Linked DNA regions of Mus musculus: regions 1 and 2 are each linked to region 3. Evidence: chromatin contacts called from public HiChIP or PLAC-seq data. All regions are on one chromosome and are shown on one strand. The core of a region is the stretch at or near the end of the contact, and the rest is flanking DNA. Distances in the headings are between cores, read along the strand shown. Region 1 has its middle 18 kb from the start of Gm40118. Region 2 has its middle 27 kb from the start of Gm38412. Region 3 has its middle 35 kb from the start of Tafa3.

What was found. HiChIP or PLAC-seq counts read pairs in DNA pulled down with a chosen protein or histone mark.
Region 1: a FOXA1 HiChIP or PLAC-seq map of pancreatic cancer cells shows a contact between it and region 3. The contact joins two enhancer-like sites. A contact is called at or near these places in 1 of 39 promoter capture datasets (hippocampal neurons), 1 of 115 datasets of contacts at active chromatin or transcription factors (pancreatic cancer cells) and 1 of 9 other capture datasets (liver).
Region 2: an HNF4G HiChIP or PLAC-seq map of pancreatic cancer cells shows a contact between it and region 3. The contact joins two enhancer-like sites. A contact is called at or near these places in 2 of 115 datasets of contacts at active chromatin or transcription factors (large pre-B cells and pancreatic cancer cells).

The regions. Positions count from the first base shown.
Region 1 is chr3:105,087,562-105,091,319 of GRCm38.p6, forward strand. No RefSeq gene overlaps it. Among named protein-coding and RNA genes, the nearest start is that of Gm40118, 18 kb to the right of the region's middle. Within about 2 kb of position 1,525, at least 15 of the 459 cell types and tissues checked have an H3K27ac peak or open chromatin away from gene starts, as enhancers often do. A contact at or near this core is called in pancreatic cancer cells, where this site is marked.
Region 2 is chr3:104,433,965-104,437,548 of GRCm38.p6, forward strand. No RefSeq gene overlaps it. Among named protein-coding and RNA genes, the nearest start is that of Gm38412, 27 kb to the left of the region's middle. Within about 2 kb of position 2,202, at least 13 of the 459 cell types and tissues checked have an H3K27ac peak or open chromatin away from gene starts, as enhancers often do. A contact at or near this core is called in pancreatic cancer cells, where this site is marked.
Region 3 is chr3:104,740,327-104,743,924 of GRCm38.p6, forward strand. No RefSeq gene overlaps it. Among named protein-coding and RNA genes, the nearest start is that of Tafa3, 35 kb to the right of the region's middle. Within about 2 kb of position 1,770, at least 32 of the 459 cell types and tissues checked have an H3K27ac peak or open chromatin away from gene starts, as enhancers often do. A contact at or near this core is called in pancreatic cancer cells, where this site is marked.

The DNA.
Region 1 (3,758 bases), core at 275-2,774, 350 kb after region 3:
AGGTCCTATAGGAAGTGAGGCTGGGACATAAAACTTCAAGGCCAGTTCTCAGTCACTCACTTCCTCCAGGAAGTCTCTGCCTCAGAGAATTCCTGCAGCTTTTCAGAATAGCACCACTGGCTGGAAACCAAGTGTTCAAACACATGAACATACAGGTGACGTTTCCCTTTCAACCTGTAACACTCTGCCCTTGGTGTCCACAGGCTCATTAGCTACTGTCTTTGAGCATTAGCATCTAATCACAGAGGTTAAGTTACTCTTTGGGACTTGCCCGAATTCTTTCTAGTTTAGAGGCTTTGGACCAAATGAAGCTAGAGCACACAGTCTCTGCACTACCCAAAGACTAGTGAGGAGGAAGAAATGTCAGAGAGAGGATTTGGGGGCTAGATTTGTGTCCGTGTGTCCATGTGCATGTCTGTGTGCATGCGTGTGCGTTTCTAGCTGAGGACTCTGAGCCAGGTGCTGAGTGAGACAGACTTAGGTGTACACAGGGGCTTGACAGTCCTAGGAGGGAAGGAAGCTGAGGTAGCAGGTTGGCTTTCAGTGGGTGATGCAGTCCGGAGGAGGCCCTTGCTGGTCCAGTGGCTCAGCCACTGGTGGGGGGGGGGGGGGGCACCTGTAAAAGAATTCCCTAAAGCTGAGGTAGCCTCCTATGAAGCAAAACCCAATGGATTTGGAGCAAACCGTCAGTGTTTTGATATCACATGAGTGTAGAATCGTCAAGTCTGCCCTAAGGACAGACCTGAGGTTCAAATTCCAGCAGCAGTGGACTTCAGGTGACTTTTCTGCCTCACTTTCCCTGTCTGTAAAGTGGAGAAAATATTTCCCTACAGGGTGATGGGAAGATAGGACAAGGGTGATGTTGGGTGTGGTGACTCATACCGGGCGCTGGGAGGCTGAAGCAGGAGGGTCAGGAGTGGGAGATCAGGCTGGGCTACAGAGTGAGATGCTGTCTCCAAAACAAAAAAAAAAAAAAAAAAAAAAAAAAAAAACCCAAAAGGACAAACCCGGCTTAGCACATTCTCTGTCACAGTGCAGACACCAGTCAGTGTTCTTCTTTGCTAGGTGGAAATAAACCAGGCCAACATCGTGTTCTCTGAACCAGTTCCCACCCTGCTCATTTAAAGCCTCATTTCCTCCCAGGCACCAGTGTTATTTCCCCCATCTTCTGGATGTGTCCCAGGACCTGTGGTGTGCCCTGACTTGTTCATCTCATGATCTCAGCTTGGAGACTCAGGACCTCCTTGGCTTTTGACCCTCCCAGATGGGTCTACCCAGCTCCTGTTCCTGTGAGATGAGGTTATTATTTTCTAGAATATACCAGAGAAAGAATGGCCAAACTGCATCTCTTACAGCTATCTGTCAGCACATCCCACCGCACATCCCACCAGGGATCTTCCTAAGGAGAGACTGCCATGTTCCCTTTGTTAAGTGCCTCCCTAAAAGCCTAGGACAGAGTATCCTGCCTTGTGTACTCTGCGAAGCAGGACAACGCGTGGTTGGCTAAGCCAGGTATGTATTTTGTGTGAGTCATTATTCGTCACCAGGGTGTTGGCCATGGTAGGGACACAGGTCTCCAAGGCCCTATACTTCTCACATATATGTGATTGGGTTTGATTTACTGGGTTGTGTTGACTCCTTGAGACATGAACACAAAGCAGTTTTGTTATTCCAGTGGCTGCTGCCTGCACTCGATGTGTATGGTACAGGTCTCTCTCCCGCTGAGAAGCAGCTCCCTTCACCATCTGTGCATGTCCATATCTTCTCAGCCACTTTCACCCACCACAGTGGTCTTATTATGTTAATGAAGACACAGTCTTTTATCTTAAAGATGGCATTACAATTTTTAATTCAAGCTTTTCTCCTTCCCTTTTAACAAATGCTGGAGTTGGTCCACAGCTGTTTGGAGCAGTGGTTGAAAAATGGGGTTTGCTTTGGAGGCACCCTGTCACCCTTCTTTTTGAGGCCTAAGTGCCTCTGGGCAGAGTGTGGGGGGGTGAGGAATGGTTGACTTCTTTACATGACTTACAGGAAGGAGCAACTGTCCTTTACTCCTTCCTAGTTCGGTATGGCTCTGCTGGAGTTTTACAGAGCTTTCTTCCCAAGCCAGGACCACCCCTTCCTCTCCTTACCCATTAGCTGCACGTTTAACATCACTAGTAATAGAGGCTCCCGGGGACGCCATCTCTGCTATGTGTAGCCAACTCTTAATTTAAAAGCTTCCAGGTAAAGCTGGGCTCTGGTCACTCTGCTGACTTCCGAGCATCACCACATGAAGTCACAGGGTCTTCTGGATGTTCTGCAACAACTATGTGAGAGACCGCAGATCATATGGGAAGGGCGTCCTGTCTTCTGCCCAGGCATGTTTTAGTAGGCATGTCTGTTGCTTCTGGTTGCAAATCAGTGGCCTTCCCACTTTCAGAACCTCTAGGCTTCCGATGAGTAGCGATTTCAATGCAAGAATGCTTGCTTAGGAGCTGAGGAGAAGACTCAGTGGGTAAAAGTTCTTCTTACACAAATATGAGGACCCATGTTTGAGTTCTCCCAGAACCTCTCAGAGTCCATGTAAAAAGGGACACAGTGATGGGTTCCCAAGCCAGATATGGGATGGTGTAGCATTGCCCATAATTGGGACGTGTCTCAGAGAGCACTGCAGGAGTGGGGTCACTCCCTACCTAGATCAGACTTGGGCCTACTCAATTCCGTAGAGACAAAGGCCACATCATGATAAAGCCAGTTAGGCTTCTGTTTCCCTGCCAGAGAACTGGCTTCTCAGAAACCACGTGATCTACAATCTGCTAATCTAGCTGGTACGCTTGGAAGGCCCTTGCCCCTGCAAGCGGCACCTCCCTTTCTCAAGCTATATAAGCCAGACTTTCTATTTCAATGAATGAGCTCTCCCCCCCAGGTCATTCATCCCTGCCATGCTCACCACCACCCAGGACTCTGTCCCCCAGCTCCTCCGCATCCTGAGACCGTTGGTGTGCAATGGCTGATGGGAGGTGGAGATAGGACAATCCTTGGAAGCTTGTGGACCAGAGAGTCTGGAGCAAAAAAGAGATTCTGTCTCAGACAAGGCAGAAGGCAAGGTCTGACCTGAGTTTGTCCTCTGACCTTCACACGTGCACTGTGGTACGAGGGTACCTGTATTAACACACTAAGGTGCACGAACCTGTGCACACACGCATGCACACATGGACATGCATACCCACCCACACACTATTTTGTTTCAGATGTTCTTGCTTTGTATGTGTAAGGTTCTAGCTTCAAACTCTGGTAACATAAAATAAAAAAGGTTATTAAATCAGTGTCTACGTCAGGCATAGCTCCAGATCCCAGCCAGGAGCATCAAGGGCTCTGCTTTCTTTCCCTCCAGTTGGGCAGTGGAGTAGAAATCACTTGGGGCTGCATCTCAATCTTCCAGACCTCTGAGGATGCTCTGGGCTTCTGAGTTTGGATTGTCTCTTCCTTCATCTCGGGTAGAAATCACCCGTCAGCTTTCCCACAGGAGAGAGAGGGCCTCTGCCACATACACTATTGAGTCACCTGTTTCTGTCTAGACTGGAGCTGGATTGGTTGCTGGTACATCTTGGGGGTGTGGTGTGCTGGTTCCCTCAGCCCTGTGTGGTAGTGACTGGTTCCATCTGCTGGTGACTCCTGGAAACTCTGGTGCTGGCTGGCTCTTGGCTTTAATTCCTGCACCATGGGGAAACTTGGGAGGCAAATCCAGCACTATGTGGGAAATCCTGTTTCTTCTG
Region 2 (3,584 bases), core at 952-3,451, 310 kb before region 3:
CACAACATGCTACAAAGCTAGAGTGACCACACAGCAAGGCAGGCGATACTGTCCAGTGAGATAGAGAACTAGAACCCGTGTGTTTGCCCATGTAACACATGGAAAATGAAAGTTCTTTTTAACAATAGTCCTGGGTGAACTGCATATGCATAGGCAGATGAAACTAGGTTCCCATCCATCACTATGTAAAAAAAAAAAAAAAATCAAAATGGATTAAAGACTTAAGAGTAAAATAAATAAATCAGACACTATGAAATCAGTAGAGCAGCGGGACACAGGGAACACTTTGGGATTTGAGCAAAGTGGCTGTGACCCTGCCCCTGCCTCCGGGCAGAAACTGAGAAGAAAGAGAAAACCGACCCCTCCCACAAACGTAACAGAGGGGCGGGGCAGGCGTTCTCTAACACTCTCTGTAAGGAATTCAAACAACTCAGTAGAAAACAAACCCACACAAAAATCATAAATTGGTTAAAAGGAGCCCAAGCCCTAACTAGATTTCTCCAAAGAAGATACACAGATAGTCAACAATCACAGGGTTGTCATCCATCACCAGGGGGCACAAAACGGAGGGGAGATGACTCAGCAGATACGAGCAGTGCTGCTCTTGCAGAGAGAGGTTCAGTTCCCAGCACCTATATTGCTTCACGGCTGCCCTTAATGCTAGCCCTCGGGGACCTGACACCCTCTGACCTCTGCAGGTTCCTGTGCTCATGTCTCTCTCTCTCTCTCTCTCTCTCTCTCTCTCTCTCTCTCTCTCTCTCTCTCTCTCTCTCTCTCTCTCTCTTTCTCACACATACACACACACACACACACACACAATGGGACATCAAGTCAGCCCTGATAAGATGTCAATTATTAAAAAGACGAAGGTAACAAATGCCGGTGGAAATGTTGAGCAAAGAGAGCCTTGAGCACAGCAGTTGGGAGCATGGCCACCAGAGAAACAGCGTGCATCTGCCTTACAAAACAAGGAACACAACTGCAATGTGACCCAGAAAGCTGAGTGTATATTAAGATAAACTGAAATCAGCCCAACCAAGAGTCTGTGGCTCAGAGTTAAATGGCCGCAATTCACAGCAGCGAAGGTAGGATCAGCCTAGGTGCCCAGTAACAGACAAATGGATACGAACATAAAGTGTGGTGGCACATACCTTTAATCCCCATACTTGGAAGACAGAGGCATCAGATCTCTGTGAAAGTTCCAGGACAGCCAGGGCTACACAGAGAAACACTGTTCTTAAAAAAAAAAAAAAAAAAAAAAAAAAAGTAAACACACAATAGAATATTATTTGTGCATAAACAGGAACACAACTGTGTCATTCGCCCAACATGGGTGGAATTGGACGTAAGTGACGTAAATCAAGCAAGTGTCAAGAAAGACACTGTGTACTGAATCATATCCTGGCTGAATGCAGAGAGATACAATGGTCCAGAACCTGAGCAGAGATGTAGAGAGAGTGGTTAGTGAGCAGAGGGTTGCAGCCGGATGGGAGGAATCGCTGCTAAGGCCCTATAGCATCCAGGGTTTAACGGTGGCGGGCAAGTAGCTGGTGGGAGGATTTCACACGTTCCCATACTGAGAAATGAGAACTGTCTGAGGTGATGGATACGCCAGTCATCCTGATCCAATCATAACACATTGTGCACAGACACTGAAAAATCGCAGCCACGTTGTAGCTCATGAGGACATGCAATATGTTGATTAAAAATTGAATACAGAGGTCAAAAACTGACATACCTTCCTTAGTTTAAAGTCCTAAGGTCCCAAAACATCTCAAAAAATATGGGAGAACAGAAGGCTGCGCAGAGAGGCCAGAAAGAATCTAGACATCCAGGACCCACGAGGGGAACTCAGGTATGACCAATCCCCATTAGACCCTGCCCTTGGTCTTTGGGTCTTCAGTCTGGTGTCTCCCACATCCCATCAAACTATGACCCAACTCATTACACTCTATCCTTGCTAACCTGCCTGCTGTTAGGGTGCTGATGATGGCCCGTGAAGGGCTCATCTCCACCCACTCCACTGCCTGGCCACTGACCATTATGGCGCTTTTGTCTATTTTCTAGGCCCATCCTTTTGCCTCTCTTTATGGGATTCTGGAAGCCTTCATGATACTGCCAGTAAAAGTCCTCTTTATTGAGAGGCAGTTCCTGTTGTTTACACTCAAGAGTTCCAGCCATACCAAGTGACTCAGCAGCTCTTCTCTGAGGTACAGTCCCAAGAGCAATTACAACGCAGGCCCATGTAAAAATCAAGGATCTCCATGTTCAAGGTAGCATTTTTTCATGATAATCAGGAAAGCCAGAAACAGCTTGTCCTGGTGTGCTTCTCTGTTGCTGTCATAAAACACTGACCAAAAGTGATTTGAGGCTGGGGGAGGGCTCATTTTGCTTACATGTGTACAGTCCACCTTTGAGGGAAGCCAAGGCAGGAACCTGGAAGAGGTAGGAACCAAAGCAGGAGCCGTGGAGGAACACGGCTTGTTGGCTTTCTCCCTGTGCTTTACCCAATGTGCCTTCTAATACAACCTAGGACCACCTGCCCAGTGGGCTGGGCCTTCCCACGCCAACCATTAAGTAAGAAAACACCCTACAGACTTCCCTACATGCTAATCTGATGGATGTGATTTTCCTACATGCTAATCTGATGGAGGCAATTCCTCAACTGAGGTCCCCTCTTCCAAGATGACTTTAGTTTGTGACTAGTTTGACAAAAAGCTGATCAGCACACATGTAAATAGGAATAGAAATGCTACTAGACCCTGGGATTATGAAATAGCTCAGATGTATAGAGAATGCAAACCACTCCATAAATACCAGCTGCTGTTCCTATCAATGTGCGAATGAAGATGGGATCAGAGAGCCTGCTTCTGGGGCTGGAGAGATGGCTCAGAGGTTCAGAACACTTGTTGCTCTTGCAGAGGTCCCAGGTTCGATTCCCAGAAAGAAGCCTAGTGGGACTTGGCCCTGGGGAACCCCCGGTGCCAGACCTCCTGCCCCCCCCCCCCATATGATGGCTGCTGGAAAAACTGGAGGGAAAAGGCCCCTTCTGAGTGTGGGGGACAAAAATTAACAATAGACTGTGGATTGGTTGTATCATTGGCGGATTAACTATATCATTTCCTTTCCCTGGCCACTCTCTTGTTCACGTTAGGTCTTCCTAGAGGGTGATAGGCAAGGTTCCCAAGCCTTTCTGCCATGATGTACCCTTCCACCTAGACCCAAGCATGCCAGCCATGAGTCTGCGGTGTACCTGGGGAGCCGGACCCAAGCTCTGATGCTGGAACCTTTGCCTGAGTGACTTAAGTAAGACCCTGTTCCTCTCTGACCCTCAGTTTGTTCTCGTGCTAATAGAGTCATGAGTGAAAAGGATTTGACCCTGACTTCTAATTGCCTCAAAACACCACAGACTGTGGGTCCCCTGCTCAACTCCAGCTCTCTGGAAGCAGAGGCTGGCATCAGCATCTGTTGAGCTCATCAGAGTTTGTGACGCTCAGGTGTTCTATGTGCGTGAGGGACGGTGCATATGTACTTGATGCTGGGGACTGAACCCCACACCTCATAGATGCTAAGCTGCTATTCAA
Region 3 (3,598 bases), core at 520-3,019:
TGCTCAACTCCTTCATGCCTTCAAAACCAGTACCACCTGGGTGACTCTTACACATTACCAAGTCCAGCCACAGCACAAGGTACAACTTTGGCTATATCTGGAACACAGCCACTGTGCTCTCAGAAAACACTTCCCAGAAGATGTCACCTCAATGATGCTGGTCTCTTCTTAATCACCGCTAATTTCTTAGCTCCAGCTAACCAGCATCAATAGTCCCAGTAATGCAAAGCTTTTGCTTCAGTAGTTCTGGTATCTTGTTAATCACAGCTGATTCTTCAGCCCCAGCTAACCAGAACTACAGAATCTTCACAATCAAAACAGCAATGGCCCTGAAAAGAGTCTTTAATTTTCCCTCTGAAATTTCACAAGCCAGGCCTCCATCTTCTGCACTGTTCTCAACATTATCTTCCAAGCTCCTACACAACATCCCACAGAGCTCTTAACAACAAATGGATCTTCAAGACCAAAGTTCCAAAGTCCTTCCACAGACCTCCCCAAAACATGGTCAGGTTGTCACAGGAATACCCCACTCTGCTGGTACCAATTTGTCTTAGTCAGGGTTTCTATTCCTGCACAAACATCATGACCAAGAAGCAAGTTGGGGAGGAAAGGGTTTATTCGGCTTACACTTCCATGCTGCTGTTCATCACCAAAGGAAGTCAGGACTGGAACTCAAGCAGGTCAGGGAGCAGGAGCTGATGCAGAGGCCATGGAGGGATGTTCTTTACTGGCTTGCCTCACCTGGCTTGCTCAGCCTGCTTTCTTATAGAACCAAGACTACCAGCCCTGAGATGGTCCCACCCACAAGGGGCCTTTCCCCCTTGATCACTAATTGAGAAAATGCCTTACAATTGCATCTCATGGAGGCATTTCCTCAACTGAAGCTCCTTTCTCTGTGATAACTCCAGCTGTGTCAAGTTGACACAAAACTAGCCAGTACAGCATGTATGTGCACTACTTACATGCCTGGTACCTGGAAAAGCTACGGATTTCCAAGGAGCTAGAGTTACCGACAGTTATGGGTCACCATGTGTACAGAGAGTTGAACCCAGGTCATCTGGAAGAGCAACCAGAATTCTTTTTCCCTTTTTTCTCCCCCTATTTTCTTTTTCTCTTCCTTCCTTCCTTCCTTCCTTCCTTCCTTCCTTCCTTCCTTCCTTCCTTCCTTCCTTTCTTCCTCCCTCCCTTCCTTCCTTCCTTCCTTCCTTCCTTCCTTCCATTCTTTCTTTCTGAGACAGAATTTCTCTGTGTAGCCTGGCTGACCTGGAACTTGTTCTGTAGACCAGGCTGGCCTCAGAGATCGACCTGCCTCTGCCTCCCAAATGCTGGGATTAAAGTCCACCACTCCTAGCACAACCAGTATTCTTAACCACTGAGCCATCTCCCCAGTCCTAGTCCTTCTAATTTAAGATAGGTAGATAGATAGATAGATAGATAGATAGATAGATAGATAGATAGATATAGATTGTTTTTTAGATATGTATTTGGAGGTCAGAGGGCAACTTTCAGGAGCTGGTCCTCCTATCACCATGGAACCCAAGAATCAAAGTAAGGTTATCAGGCTTGAGCAACAAGCACTTTCAATGTCCATCTCACAGGCCCCCAGCCATGGTCTTTCTGTAGAGGCCAACAGTATGTGGACACCCAGGTTCATCAGGGCAGGAATAGAGGGCATCAGTGAGACCTCTGAAGGTCTCCGGTTGGAAGAACAGAGCTGAGTTAGATGTTTGCAGACCTGAATGCGGAAGGGCTTTTATTTTCCCTGTCAGCTCCCGTCACTGAGTCACTAGGAACTAGGATAGTTTGCACATGCTTGCCCAGGGAGTGGCACTGTTAGGAGATGTAGACTGTTTGGAATAGGTGTGTCACTCTGGGTGTGGGCTTTAATGTCATCATCCTAGCTACCTGGAAGTCAGTATTCTGCTAATAGACTTCAGATGAAGATGTAGAGCTCTCAGCTCCTTCTGTACCATGCCTGCCTAGATGCTGCCATGCTCCTGCCTTGATGATCATGGGCTGAAGCTCTGAACCTGTAAGTCAGCCCCAGTGAAATGTTGTCCTTATAAGAATTGCCTTGGTCATGGTGTCTGTTCACAGCAGTAAAACCCTAACTAAGACAGTTATGGCCAGTTTTCATTGTCAACTTGAACAAATTAAATAAATCTCGATGGAAACATACCTCTGGCCATGTCTATGAGGCTGTTTCTTTCTTCTTTTTTTTGTTTTTGTTTTTGTTTTTTCGATACAGGGTTTCTCTGTATAGCCCTGGCTGTCCTGGAACTCATTTTGTAGATCAGGCTGGCCTCAAACTCAGAAATTCACCTGCCTCTGCCTCCCGAGTGCTGGGATTAAAGGCGTGCACCACCACACCCGGCTCTTCTTTTGTTTTTTTTAGATTTATTTGGGATTATATTTAAGTGCACTGTAGCTGTCTTCAGACACACCAGAAGAGGGCAGATGGTTTGAGCCACCATGTGGTTGCTGGAATTTGAACTCAGGACCTTAGGAAGAGCAGTGAGGCTGTTTCTAACAAAGGAAACTGAGGAGGGAACACCTGCTCTGAATGTTTCAGACTGAATACAAAGTAGCAAGAGTGTGGAGCCCCAGCATTCATCTTTCTCTGTGTGTCCTTCCTGACGGTGGATGCAGTGTGACTAGCTGCTCTTGCTGCGTTCCTGCTGCGGCGCTACTCCCTCAAACTGTAAGCCAAAAACCAACTCTTTCTTCCTTAAGTCATTTTGTTATGTATTTCATCACAGTAATGAAAAAGGTAATTAACACATATCTCCTCCAGGAAATTCAGCTTTTCTCAGAAGGAGAGCATGCATCTCTGGGGACCTTGGGTGTATAGCTCCCTTCCTGGTTCTCATCTGACTCATCTGTGCTTGGAAATTAGAAGATTGTTGGATTAAAAAGAAGCTACAAACAGACTGCAGCTGATCTGAAGGTTGTTCACTGAAATTTCCCTACTAGCTGTGGGCTTTGGGGGCTGGGCAGAAAGGTTGCCAACAGTTCTGATGAAATTCAAACAGCTGTGGGCAGTGGCTTTAACTGGGCATGCTGAAGGGACTCAGTAATCCATCATTTCATCAGGCTGAGCCAGATGTTGGGGTGGGGGGTGGAGGCTTTGCTAGGAGGGTGGAATGACGGGAGATTAGCAGCCTCTTTTCCAGGGGTGGGAAGCATAAATGTCCATGCACTGTGCAAAGAATCTATACCCCAGCAGGGGTGATGACTATAGTTATCCCCTATCCGAATATCCAATCCCTTCATTTGGGACCACACTACCCTGCTTACTCACGAGCTGAACATGTCCTGAGCACAGGCCAGGAACCAGATGTTGTTCTGTGTGCCAAGAAACGAAGTCAGTGAGACACAGTGTTTGGAATCCTGGGTCTTCAGGTACAGGAAGAGTAAGACAGACAGGTTGACTAAGAACTGAATCTCCCCTGAAAGGCTGTGTTATTCAGGTTCTAATCTCGGATGTCTGTAAAGACAGGACGGTAGAAAGGTGAGCCCTGAGAGTTGCCTAGGGTTTGCTAAGTGAAGAAGAGGAGGCTGCCCCAACTGCAGTTACAGTGACACCATCATTCTTACA